Linked DNA regions of Macaca mulatta: region 1 is linked to region 2. A link is a contact called in public Hi-C data. All regions are on one chromosome and are shown on one strand. Each heading gives the region's core, a stretch centred on a gene start, on an enhancer-like site or on the middle of the called end of the contact. The rest is flanking DNA. Distances are from core to core; before and after follow the strand shown. Region 1 holds the start of NFIA (nuclear factor I A). Region 2 overlaps NFIA (nuclear factor I A).

Evidence for each region. A called contact is a pair of places that touch in the nucleus more often than the background predicts.
Region 1: a Hi-C map of fetal cortical plate shows a contact between it and region 2, with 3 times the contacts expected there. The contact joins the promoter of NFIA here to the enhancer-like site in region 2. A contact is called at or near these places in 3 of 14 Hi-C or Micro-C datasets (fetal cortex germinal zone, fetal cortical plate and liver).

What each region holds. Positions count from the first base shown.
Region 1 is chr1:179,787,800-179,794,912 of T2T-MMU8v2.0, forward strand. It overlaps NFIA (nuclear factor I A), which reads right to left and starts at 5,706. Exons shown (of 11, transcript XM_077955239.1): 1 at 5,422-5,706. The coding sequence starts at 5,517. LOC144333114 (a long non-coding RNA gene) reads left to right here and starts at 2,882. Exons shown (of 6, transcript XR_013401497.1): 1 at 2,882-2,963.
Region 2 is chr1:179,607,533-179,614,120 of T2T-MMU8v2.0, forward strand. All of the region lies in intron 1 of NFIA (nuclear factor I A), which reads right to left. Among named protein-coding and RNA genes, the nearest start is that of NFIA, 180 kb to the right of the region's middle. Within about 2 kb of position 5,094, at least 15 of the 40 cell types and tissues checked have an H3K27ac peak or open chromatin away from gene starts, as enhancers often do. A contact at or near this core is called in fetal cortical plate, where this site is marked.

The DNA.
Region 1 (7,113 bases), core at 4,456-6,955, 180 kb after region 2:
ATTTTCAAAATAGTGCATCTTGCTTTCCCCCTTATAGTATTTCATTGTTTGCTTGGTTTCACAGATCTGTTTTGGTAAGAAAGTTTTGAGAATATCCTGGGATTATAGTCTTTGAATGAACTTTCATGCCCATAGTATAAGCCCCTTTGGTTTAAAACTATCCCACTTAAAAGCATCTACTTATAACTACCAGCTGCTGGATCTTTTCTGTTCCTACTCATGAATGCACACACAGACACATACAGATACATGTGCATGCCTGGTTGCACGTGCACACACACACACGCACACCCTCACATGCACTGTTTATATGTAAACATCCAGAAGAAACAATGCATTGTAAAAATTGTCCTGTTGAGTTTGTAATCGAGAGTGAGTTACTGAGTGCTGATAAGTAAAGGAAGTGCAACCAGACAGTTTAATCCTCCAATTTCCTGTCTTCTAATCAGCCCCTGACTCTTTTGGTTTTAAATTAGAAACATTCCTGTCAATATTCAGTACAGGTGAAGGAAAATCAACTAGAAAATAAGTAAGGACAAAGCATTTATTTCACTGTCTAAAGTTCACAGGGGAAATATGAGTGTAACAACAGGAAATCAAGATTTTAAAAAAGATAGTAGAAGTACATAGGCTTGCTTAAGTAACCAATCACAATTCTGAATGAAGTACATTTGGATCATAATTTGATTTAAAGAAAAAAGTAGGAACATAGTTCAATGTATTTACTTCTCCCTAAAAATAGTAAGTGGTACTTTAAAAGATGTTGTACAAGGCTAACCTAAAAGAAAATGATAAGGATAACTTGTTAATATATGTGAGAGAGAAAAAAAACCTACCCCATTCAGATTTTGCTTGCAATCTGCTTATACTGTGAGAAAATAATATTGGAGTGTATAGAAATCTTGTAAGTTAATGCATATTCTTAGATATGAATATACTTACATATATTTATAATGGTCGATAAAAATAAAATTGTGCATTTAGAAATAAGCTCAGGTGGAGCCACTGTACTGCAAATATCTGCAAAATATCTGTGAAAATACTTAAAAATAGAGTTTGCAAATGCATTAAATAGAAAGTGTATAAATATGTTTACCATGGACTCTTTAAAAATATGCTGAGTGCTGAGAATATGATATGCTTTATAATTTATTGAATCTCCTAATTTTGAGTCTTTTTATTTATAGACATTGTAGCAATTTCCTAGTTTATCATAAAGGCATAAGTGCAAATTTATAGACAAATCTCCATTATGCAATATCTTCAAAGAATTACAACAAACAATCATTAAGAAGAGTTTTTCAGCTGAGAATATTGAAAACTGAAATGGTAAATACAACATAATATGTGAATCCAACACATCTTAACAACAACAAAAGATTTCCATGAAATATGAGTTCTTAATTTTGTGTTTGCAGTAGTTAAAGCTGCCAATCATTTGGGAAGTAGGCTGGAGTTGAGTTTTTTTTTTTTTTTTTTTTAATTGTTGAACATAGTAAGGCAGTATTTCATAGAAATATCTTGCTATTTTTTTACATATATACTTTAAAAAGTAGGCATTTATACTACAAGGCACAGCATATTCTTTTTGCTCAAGTGTTTTCCTGGTATGCAAAGTTTGAGTTGTACAAGTTTGAGTAAGTGACAGACAGTTCTTGATTTTAAAAGTGTGTGTCAAATTTTTTAAAGAATGCTCCCAAAATAAGTGCTTCAGGACCTAGCATTGGGTGAGGGGGCTGTAGGATAATTTAGTTGCCTTCATTTCACAGTCACTATGAGTTTTTAAATTGGAGGGCAGAAGCAAGACAAGTGCATTTTGTAATTCACATAAAAATAGTTCCATAACACATTGTTATCATTACGAAGAGGAGAATGTTCATTCTGCCTTCACTTTATGCCATATGGGTAGAATGGAGATAATTCTGCTGGACAGAATTATATTTTGAAGCAAATACATGCTTGTAGGGTGCCTCCATTTCATTTGGAGCTGAGGAAAATTTCATGAGGGTTCTTTAGTTTTCTATGGGAGAGTTTCTACCAGCGATGTCACAACACAGCTAGATTAAGTTGATACGTAATATCTATTTCTTGATTTGCATGATTAAAGCATTAGAGAAGTGGCTCAGATATCAAAAGGTTTCTCATAAGTGGCAGCGCCAAAGGTAATTACTGTTAAAATGTACATGCTCGAAACCTGGTTGCTTGTTAACTTCTAAGTTGTTTACAACTCTGTGGGTTTGAATAAACGTTTTTATTTGACTTTTCAATAGCAAGACCCCTTTCTTGCTCCATTTCGATATAAAAAATGATACCATTCTTATATCCCATGTCCCTCAAGGCAACCTTAGCTTCAACCAAAAAAAGTGATAGAGGACAGAGATGGCCCTTCTCAGTATTTCATATTTTAAAATAACTGTTTCTTAAACAAAAGTAGTCTTTTAAAGACAAAGTTAAAATTTATACCTAAAAAAATTAAAAATTAATCGAGTCAACCAATTATTTCCAGTTAGTTATCAAAAAGTGTAGCTAAAGCCCTACTGTAAGCCTGAGGGAGTTATGAGGGGGGTGGGGAGAGAGAGGAAAAGAGAGAGGGAAGGAGAAGAGAGGTTGTTATTCTCAGTCTTTTATTAACCAGTTTCTTTCATCCTAGTGTGTCTTTATTATTTAGAAAAATAAAAATCATCCAGAGCTCTACCCATTCCCACCTAAAATTCTGGAGTAGGTAGTGACTGTCTACAACCTGGTACAACATATGCCCCCAAACTAAAACAAACAAACTCATTTGCCATACAAATTGTTTACGATTCATTAAAAAGCAAAATTGCATATCCCGTCGCTGGCAGCTGAGGCCGTGTCTCCACGGGCGGAGGGGGCATTCACTGAGTTGCCTTTGTATGCTGGGAGGACCAAGCCGGAGGTTCCCACTATGAGCCCGGAGTCTGTGCAGCCAGATGACGCATGAGGTAATTTTAAAGCTTTATTTGCCTTTAGTGTGAAACTCCGATCTTGTACTATCCTTTGGTTAAAGAACTATATCAGCCAGAGGGAAGTTTAAATTTTTCTTTCAGCTGGGGAAATTGTTTGGGATAGCGAGGTGGGTGAATGGAGGGAGAGGGAGAGCGTGTTATTCAAGGAAAGAGATCTAAGAGAAAACGTGAAATTTGTATTATTTTAATTAGTTCCCTCCTCCTTCATCAAAGTCTTCAATTTCCCATCAATAATGGGAAATTTACATTAGAATTATTTGTAACTGACGGATCTGAAATGCCATGGTATGTGGTCACTTTGAGGGAAAGCAACAAATTGATTTATTCCCTATGATAACTTGTATAACTTCTTTAGAGAGTGCTCTGATTTCTCACCCCTTTTCAAAGCAAAGATCTAGAAGCCCTGAAGTTGAGAGAAACTTCCCTGTAGTATGCAGCCTAAACAGCAGCATGTGAGCTTTCAACATTGTTTATTTTTAGGCAGCTGCATTGCTAAATGTTTCCACCACTTTTATATATTATATTCCCGGCGGTAAAACATCTGTAAAATAATTTTAAATGAAAAGCAACTTCCAAGTAAACTTTACAAAAAAGAAATTACAGTTTTCCAAGTTAAAAGAAGAGAAGCATTTGGTGATCTTTGCAAGAAAAAAAAAAAAAGAGATGACACAATTTGCCATAAAAAGTAACAGTCTATAAAATCTATGAGCTCTTGAAATACAAGGAAGTAGAATGTTTCACCCAAAATATGACATCAGCGCGCAGGTTTTTTTTAAAGCTTACAACTTAGAAAATGATTGCTAAACCAATCAGTATATTCATTTCTAATGTTTAACAAGCTGTGTAAAGTGAAGCAATAGGCAACATCATAGCATATACAAGTAAACCTTGTTCTTGCTGGCAAAAACTCTAATGGGAAAATAAGTGCCCTGAACAAAAGTTCAGGGTCGAAGTGGATAGTCTACTGTTAGTCTAATTAGCCAAAAGCTGCATGTAACATTGTCCTGAAATTCCTGATAAAGTTTCTAATGTCTAGTTAAGAATTACAAGTTAAAATACACATGTACACACATACCCACAACCACTTTAACTCAAGAGTCCTTAGGATGGACATACTGCATCCCAAGAAGCAGCCGGATGGAATCCTGTGGTAGCTCACTTTTAGCAGTCTCTCAGTCCTCCAAATTCCTACAACTTGCCAAAATGATACCACCATTGGTCCAGGAAGGGGAAAAGAGAACTCTTTCTGCAGATCCTACAATGAAACTGACCATGCCCTGTTTTGTAATTCCATTCGCCAGTCTCCCCCTTCAACATCTCTCCCTCTCTCTCTCTCTCTTTTTTTCTTAAACTGATATCTATGTGAAATGAGCTGAAGTTCACGGTCCAGTTAGGAACGGATAATACATTCATTGTCCTGGCAGCAAACTTTTTTTCCACTCCCTGGAAGAATTCACGCTTGCCGCAAGAATAATAATTACGGAAAACTAGAAATGCACTGCTGACAAATTAATCCTTAACGGACACCACCCTAACGAGGGCAGTAATGATTTGAGGACTCTCTTCCTCACGGGACTTGCATCTCCTGTGACAATGAGCTATTGTGCATCCTCCCAACTCACTCTACCTCTTATAGATCCAAGATGTCAAAGGTTGTCTGTCCTGGTGGACCATGACATGTGAGTTAACTCATTCTGCTGCTGCGTGGCAGAACTTTATTAAAACTTTATTTGTATCCAGAGTAACTAAAAGATAGTGTGTGCGGGTCTTTTCCACTCAGAGCTAGAGTGCCTAAGAGACGGAAAACCTGCTCTGATATTTAAACGGAGAAAAGTTAGATGGGAGCTGTGGGTCCCCTGATGGAAAATAGGGAGTGGGGACCCAGAGTTCTCTCACAGGTGACTTTAGGCAATCCAATTAATTGGCCAGGACTGGCATTCACTCAGGGCTTGCTTCTCCCCAGTGCCCAACACGCGTCCTCAGAAAATACCACAGCCAGAGAAAACTATACACCCCACAGTCCCTGAAAACAAAAGTAAGGGGGATGTGAAACTGGAGAGAGGGGGCAAAACCTGAGGGCCGGGACCAATGCCTCATTTTTTCCCCCAAGACTGACTTGGCTAAAATATCCACCTCCACCTTACAACTGATACTCTTTAAAAAAGAATTAAAAACAAAAAAAAAAAGAAAACCCCAAATACTGTCCCATGGAAAACGAGGGGAGGCATTCCTGAAAACTCAAGTCGCAGAGTGGCAGAGAGAGGATGGCAAGAGGCAGCAGTGTGAGGCTGCCTCACTGAATAGTGTGAAAAAAATCAAATGTGAGTTTGATGAATGTGAGGTCTGGGACATTTTGTCAAAGAGGGAGGGAAAGTAGAAAAGGAAAAAAAAAAAAAAAAAAAAAAAAAAAAAGCAGCCCCGGCTGCCAACTCACCATCCACCAAGTTCTGGCCGAGATGTCGTAGCAGAGCTGCCATTTGATGGAGCCGTCGGAAGCTTTCCCTGCCATTACGCTGTCAGCAAGCTTCATCTGATGCTAACTCACGGGAGATAAGACACCTAATTGAGAAAACATTTGCAGTGGCATGTGGGGCAACATGTAGTCCGGTCCATACCATATGGAATCATGGGTAAAAAAAAAATCTCCTTGACAATGAACCAATCTCTCACAGACCCAGTGGCAAGGTGAAGTGGAGATGAAAAGTCTTCTGCTCCTAGCACTGTCTTCTCCTCTCTCCTTTTTAAAAAACAAGAGCCCACTGCTACACATCAAAGGGAGGTGGTTAAAATTAGGGCTTCATCACTCAGATGATTTTGGTCTGCAGGGTTTTTCCTTTCCTTCCAACAACCAATCCCCCCCCTCTTTTTTTTTTTTTTTTTTTTTTTTTTTTAAGGAGAATAAAGAGATTTAATAGGACAAAGGCAGGTAGTGGACTGCGGAGGGAGATCGCCACAGGCTATTAGCCTAAAATTTCTGCTTGACAGATGGAACTGCTTAGAGACTATCATGCAATGTTTTGGGCTTTTTCCCCCCTATTCACCCCCCCTTCTTCGACTTTAAGTCTGATTCAGTATCTGTTTTTCACAGCCACTTTTCTCAAGAACGTGAGCTGTGCATTTAAAAAAATGTTTAGTTCAGTTTTGCTGTCTTACACATCTCTGTTGGAAAAGTCTCAAACTAAATCTGGGAACAACTGAACAGGTTTTCCAAGGAGTTAAAAAAAATTTCCAGGAAAAAATATTTCTCTTTCCTTACTTTATTTTTTAAAAATTAACTCATTAGTTAATTTAGTCATGAAGGAAGATAAACGAGAGATGGCAGCATTCAAGTCTCTTGATTTTTGGTTTGGCTGGCATTGTGTTTAGATGTATGTTTTTATGTGAGTAAATAAATACGTTACTGATATTTTACAAGTTCTAACCTATGCTGGGCTAGGCACCACTGATATTTTTTGGTGTCTTTTTAAATAAATTAATTTTGGACTTTTCCATTCTTTGTAAACAAAGCAATCAGTCATTATCAATTCGGATTAGCACAATTCAGGCTAAACTTGACATGAGCTCTTCCTTAATCAGAGAAAGTCACTTCTGATTTCCTTACTGTAACCTAGCCATCTTCTTCACAGGGGTTTTTAACCACACATCCTGTCTTTAGTATGGAAAAGTAGACCGCAACATGGACCTACCAATAAGAATGTTTGTAAAAATAATTTTTTTTTTTAAAGTGAGAAAAAGTCCAGACAATTGCTGCATTTCAAGTCATTTTACTTAGGACTAAGAAGGAGAAAGAAGCAGAGAGAATGACTTGTATTCGTTATATTCTTTCAAATTGTGTAACATTAGGAACTGCAGAAATACCTTTATCAGGGTACCAAACACGTCCTAATTTTTGTGGATGTGCACCAAATGCATCCTCTTTTTTTCTGAATATAAGCGATCCTTTGATTTCCAAGAACCTACAGTTTTCTCTGGTATGGGCCTTCAATATAGGTACTCCAAAGTATGGGAGAATCTGTCCATCACTATTTCTCAGGGCTATCGAACTGTGATTATTTAAAAAGTTGTGCGTTTACTGCCTAATTTTCCAGTGGATTTTTTGTTCTGGTCATGTTTTTGACTGAATAAT
Region 2 (6,588 bases), core at 3,844-6,343:
TGGCTCAGGCCTGTAATCCCAGTGTTTGGGAGGCTGAGGTGCGTGGGTCACTTGAGCCCAGAAACTTGAGACCAGCCTGAGCAACATGGGGGAAACCCATTACTCCAAAAAAAGAAAAGAAAAAAAAAAGCTGGGAATGGTGGCCCGTGCCTGTAATCCTAGCTACTTCGACCGTCAAGACAGAGGGATGGCTTGAGCCTGGGAGGCTAAGGTTGCATTGAGCTGAAATGGCACCACTGCACTCCAGCCTGGGCGACAAGCTAGACCTGTCTCAAAAACAACAACAACAAAACAAACCAAAAAACCAAACAACATCTTATATTTGTGGATGACTTACTATTACTATTTACTATTTTTATTATCATTTGCCTCTATTAAATGATTTGTTAATTATCATTTAATTTTCACAATCTCATATGGTATACATTATCCCTATTTATTTATTTATTTATTTATTTAAAGACAGGGTCACTCTCTGTCACCCAGGCTGGGGTGCAGTGGCACAATCATAGCTCACTGCAGCCTCAAACTCCTGGGCTCAAGGGATCCTCCTGCCTTGGCCTCCCAAAGTGCTGGGATTACGGGCATGAGCCACTGCGTCTGGCCCATTATCCCAATTTTAAAGATGAGGAAACAAAGACATGGGGATGCAAGCCATAGTTGCTATATATTTTTTCTGCTTTTAAAAATATTTTTTGGCAGGGCGCAGTGACTCACGCCTGTAATCCCATCACTTTGGGAGGCCGAGGTGGGTGGATCACCTGAGGTCAGGAGTTCGAGACCTGCCTGGCCAACATGGTGAAACCCTGTCTCTACTGAAATACAAAAATTAGCTGGGTGTGGTGCCAGGCACTGTAATCTCAGCTACTTGGGAGGCTGAAGCAGAAGAATTGCTTGAACCCAGGCGGTGGAGGTTGCAGTGAGCCATCATTGTGCCACTGCACTCTAGCCTGGGTGACAGAGCCAGATTCTAGAGTAAAAAAAAAAATTTTTTTCACAATCTCATATGGTATACATTATCCCTTTTTATTTATTTATTTATTTATTTAAAGACAGGGTCACTCTCTGTCTTTAAAAAAATTTTAATTTAAAAAAAATTTTTTTTTTTTTTAACTCTAGGAGCCCTAGATCGATATTTCAGAATCTACTTTTTTTTTTTTCTTTTGGAGTTGTGGTCTCGCTATGTTGCCCAGGCTGGAGTGCAGTGGCTGTTCACAGATGCAGTGATAGCATACTTGTAGCCTTAAACTCCTGGTCTCAAGGGATCCTCCTCCCTCAGTCTCCTGAGTAGCTGGTACTGAAGACTCAAGCTAACATGTCCAGTCAGAATCTAACTTTAACATTAATCTCCCTTTAAGTACCTACTCCGTGCTAGATTACTAGATTAGGAATTTTAAATATCAGGTATCATAGAATTCTCACAACACCTTTGTGAAATAGGACTAACTTCTGTCATCACAGAAGAGGAACAGAGGTTCAGGGAGATCAAGCGAGTCACTTAAAGTTTCATAGAGAAGTGGCAGAGCCAGGTTATGGAGAGCCCAGATCTCCCAGAACACACCCAGGTGTCTTCCACTGCATTACAATTTGAGAACACACCAACTGGCTTTAGGGTACTTAAAAAAGTTATCAAGAAAGATCAGGCAGAAGGGTGGCTGCCTCGGTAGTTTTGCTACGCTGAAGATGTGGTAACAGATAGTGCTTTCAGCCTCAGTTAATTGTAGATTAAATGTTTCCTAGGAAAATGTTGATGATGGAAGAAGGGAGCAGGGGTGCATTGGAAGAAACCAAAGAACGAGTGAATTTGTAATTTTATAAATATGAATAATTTATATTTTATGACCAAACCAACCAAATGTCATTTTAGTGAATACATTACAATGAAAAGTTTAGTATAATCTAGCTATTGTCAAACCCTGGCATTTAAACTATAGTCATAGTGCTTTGTTGATCTGGTTATGGAAATTATTTACAATAGGTGTTTTTGTACAGCAAATGTTTTTACTGGTCTGCGTCCATGTAATAGGAACATTTTATGATGAAAGGACTGGATTGTTCAGGGAAGCAAATTATACTCCTTTCAGGACTGTTGTTTTGTCATTGTGCAACAATTACTCATTAGCTCCCCTTCTTCTTACTTACCTAAGTAGCAAACCAACCCATTCATCATTCCTAACCAGAAACCTCCTTTCCATCCCCCAGAACAACTGAACTCATCAAAAGGTGTGGAGTTACTGATAGAAGGGTTTGAGTTGGGCATTGGATGTAAAGGTGTGCATTCCGTCTTCTTTCTCCCACTGGGTCCAGCCATGATGCTTCTGCTTGCCCATGCATTATCGTGAGCTCAGACTTTGGCAATTCATCTCCGGTTTCTTTACACTGAGAGTGTTTCTAATAATATAATAGATTTTCATTTTGAAACAGATGCCACAGAGGATTCGTTAGCAGGAAAACCCTACCGTGTAACTAACACTATAAAGTTATCAAATGTAAGGTCAGGTGGTTAGATTGTTAGCTTCTGGGGACCAGTTGGTAATTAGATAAGAGGGCTTTGTGAAGAAAAACCAGTTGAAACCAACACATATTAGTGGAACGTATTTTGTGTATTCTATACTGTTCTAGGTGCTAGCAGAAATATGGAGAAATACAAGAGTATTTCTCCCAACACTTACATTATTAGTTTTAGGGTAAAATTTTCTCCCATTCTCCCGTTTTTCAAGTTCATGCCTTAGTTCTGTTATAATAAAATCATGAGGATAATGTTCAAAGAACGTATGCCCTAGCTCAAGCATTGAGCTGATAAATTTCCTTCCTGAAATTACTACCTTCATTCAAGAATTTCAATGTTCCTCATTTCGTCATCTTCATATAGCTAGGGCGACTTGAGAACAGACTTTAGGGCAGGTAGGAATGACAGCCTATGGCCTCATTTTACACAAGTTGCAATATGTACGCATCTATGAGACAGCAGCGTATTTTGGAGATACCTGTTTTATTCTCTGATTCGTAATTGTGCTTCCATGTCATGGAAACACACATTGGTTGGTGTAAGAGTGTGGACTGGATAGGTATATTTCTGGAAACTTTAGCTACTTCTTTTTGGTACCATTTCCCAACAATGAGCAATCCAGGGCTCTTTTTAGTAAATAAAGGGCAGAGCTGTGATCCAGTCGACAGGTCACTTTGGTTATTTATTTATTTATTTATTTTGACACAGAGTCTTGCTCTGTCACCCAGGCTGGAGTGCAGTGGTGTGATCTCAGCTCACAGCAACCTCCGCCTCCTGGGTTCAAGCAATTATCCTGCCTCACTCAGCCTCCCGAGTAGCTGGGATTACAGGCATGCACCACCATGCCTGGCTAATTTTTGTATTTTTGGTAGAGACGGGATTTCACCATGTTGGCCAGGTTAGTCTCGAACTTCTGACCTCAGGTGATTCACCTGCCTTGGCCTCCCAAAGTGCTGGGATTACAAGTGTGAGCCACCGTGCCAGAACTATAGGTCACTTTGAAACTTATTAGTGTTCTTCATATCACCTTGTTGAATCAGCGCATTGACCTTCCCAAGTCCCAGTCTCAGTACTTTTGAATGTGGGTATCTCCCTGAGTCAATTGCAGGGCACAGGCTGTTCTGTGTAGTTTTAGCTCTGGGAAAGCAGATACTTATTACAATGAAATGACTTTTTACAACAGACAGGAATAAAATTTGCTTAAGAAGCTGAATTGCTGCTCTTGATCATGGGGGATGGAGTGTTCAGTTAGGGCCACTGGTGAGAGTCTAATAAACTCATATTACTTATGATTGACATTAAATGGAGCAGTCTCATGGGCCGGTTACTCAGAAAGTCAATTGCCAGAAGCTTGTAGTAAAAACTCAGTGTTTTCAAATAATTTAGATGCTCCAAAAGATATTAGTATAACATGGACTGCTGAGTGTCCGAGGCAACAGAGCTGACTGAACATAAACAAGATGAGCATAGTCACATATTTATTTGAAGAACTCCTGAAGATGCCCAGAGCATAGGGATGATGGGAACGATTTTGAAATGGTTGAAAGAGAAGGAGGGGTTATATTAATACCAAATGTATTTAGGCCCAAGGACATTGTCTCCTTTAACCCTGTGTAATCCTCACAATACCAAGGCATAATTATCCCCATTTCACGGAGGGAAACAGAGACTCATAGTTACAATTTGTAAGAGGCTTGGATAGGGCTGCTTCTGTGCTAGTCTGGCCCCAAAGCCAGTAGATTATCCTTTAGATTCTGGGCCCCTCAGCCTTCTCAGTCTGGGCTTGATTTACTTGTCCAACTTTATCTTCCAACGCGAATGATTGACTCTTTTTTTTTTGACAACGTCATCTCAAACTTTAGTATCTGTTTTCTAGGCTGAGCTTACTAGAACAACCTCTGAACTGCAATGGACTCACGGAGATGCCCACACACAGATGCTCTGAGACTCCACTGGCCAATTCCAATACCCATCCTTGATTTGTTTACTCAGCCTTGCTGCATCTATTTGGATACTTAATCAAACCAATTTGTCCCTTTTTTGAATTTTTCTCTCGCTAATCAGCTTGCAAGATCCTATTTTCATTCTCAGTAAACGCTGCTGGTGCCTGATTCAGTGCTCCGCACGTTGTTGTCTCTCCAGAAATCCTTGCTGGTTGCTTGTAAGGTACCCACTCTCCCTGCTTCCCTTCCCACCCTCTCCCCCAACAAAAGCTGGTGCAGAAACATCCCAAAAGGGGCCAGGTTCCACGTGCTCCGTCCCCTTCCTCTGTCCCCTTACTGTCACCCACAAGGCCCAAATATAAAAGGCGAAAGGCGCCGTTGCAATCAGAGCCCTAAAACAAAAGGCTCAAGGGGCGACTTAATTGACTCAGCCCCAACCAACTCAAACTTCCCCGTGGTCAGATTGTTCTTTCCCGCCACCACTCCGTCTTCCTGGAAAACGCGTGAGGGGTGTGTGTGTGTGTGTGTGTGTGTGTGTGTGTGTGTGTGTGTTGGGGGGAAATGGGAGAGGGTTGCAATAGTGCCGAAGGTGGAGGCAGGGTGGGGTGCGGGGAGAACGTTTCCCAGGGAACCTGAGAGTCGCAGATCTCGCGGCTGGCGACTCCCAACTCTCCCAAGGAAAGCCGCGGGCTTAGCTCGTTCATCAGTGTCACATTTCAATGGCAGCGCGGCGCGGCCTCGGCCAGATGCCCGCGCCGGGCCGCGCGCCTTCCCGGCACGGTTCGGCCCGTCGGCGATTCAGACACCACCAACCCACAAAGCCCAGATGAGAGCCCGGGGCTGGGGGAGGCCCGGAAAACCCTGCGCGCCTCTCCTTCCTGCCGCCCCCATTACCCGGGGCTCCTTCGCGGCCTGCAGCCGGGCAGTACAGGTCGAGTTCGGGCCTCGGTGGCTGGAGCCCGGCCGTCCCTGCGCCCCGCTGCGGTCGTGGCTTAGGGGTTCCGTCCTTCCTGCCTTCGAAGGCCAGGGCTCTCCTCGCCCTCCACACTGGTTCCCCCGGGAGCCACTATCTGGGGCCAGGGTAGCCGAGCTTTCTGATCGCAGCCCAGCTCTGCGCGACAGCGGGGCCGCGGACACAGCGTCAGCAGAGCGGCAAGGCACTTTCTAGACTTGGGGATCTTTCGGTTTGCGAACAGGGTGGCGAGTTGAACTCGGTCCCCAGCGCCTCTGCTTTTACCCGGCCGCCGCGAGCCGACACCAGAGGGCGCCGTTTTAATGCGCTTCTGGCAAGGACGCACGCTCCGGGAGAGCCCTGGCGTCGAGGCCGGGCTGGGATCTGGGGACTCGCTGCGGCGCCCTCTCCCCTATGGCGCTCGGCCTGGGATGCAACAGCGAGCCCCGCTTCCTTCTTCGCGAGGGGAGGTTTACTGCAGTGGATCGCGCCCTGGCTTTGCACAGAATGAGGGTACCTTGCAGCCGTCCGGGTGAGGAGGAGTGGCCCCCTACCTGAAGCCGTGCCCCCGCCTAACTGCTAAGGAACGCGTCTGCAGGCGTTGTTCAATTGCGAACGACTCATTAATTTTCCAGCACTTGTGCAGAATACTTTAAAATGGAAAAATGAAGGTCTTCGATGAAAATGAAGCTTGATAGTGTGCACCTGCCACTAATGTACAGTGCACGGCAACTTCCCCTCATTAGAGCGATGTCTTGGGTTGAGAACAAGTCATATAGTGAAAATCACTTCAACACGTGCCTGTTCATATGCATAAACTCCTGTGTACCAGATGGCAAAATATAATGACATCTTAAACAGCTAATTGCATAAACCTTGTAATGCAGATAATTGCTCTACCAAAGTAGGAGTTAATAATTTCCCACTGTATTGCCTGGCTTCAGAGTAATCCTCAAGGAAAGTTGTGACAATTCTAACACACTAAAGTTCACCAAGAGGTAATTAAAACTAGCACTTAAATCATTTGACTTTCAAACCCTTAATTATGATTGGGAAGAACTGCTTTGTGGAAACCCAGAATTTATGGATGGTTATGTGATAACATTTAATGCCTGTATTTCATCGTTTTCTTTAATATATTTTATTCTGGAAAATTATTCCAATAGCAAGAGGTTTCCATTTTG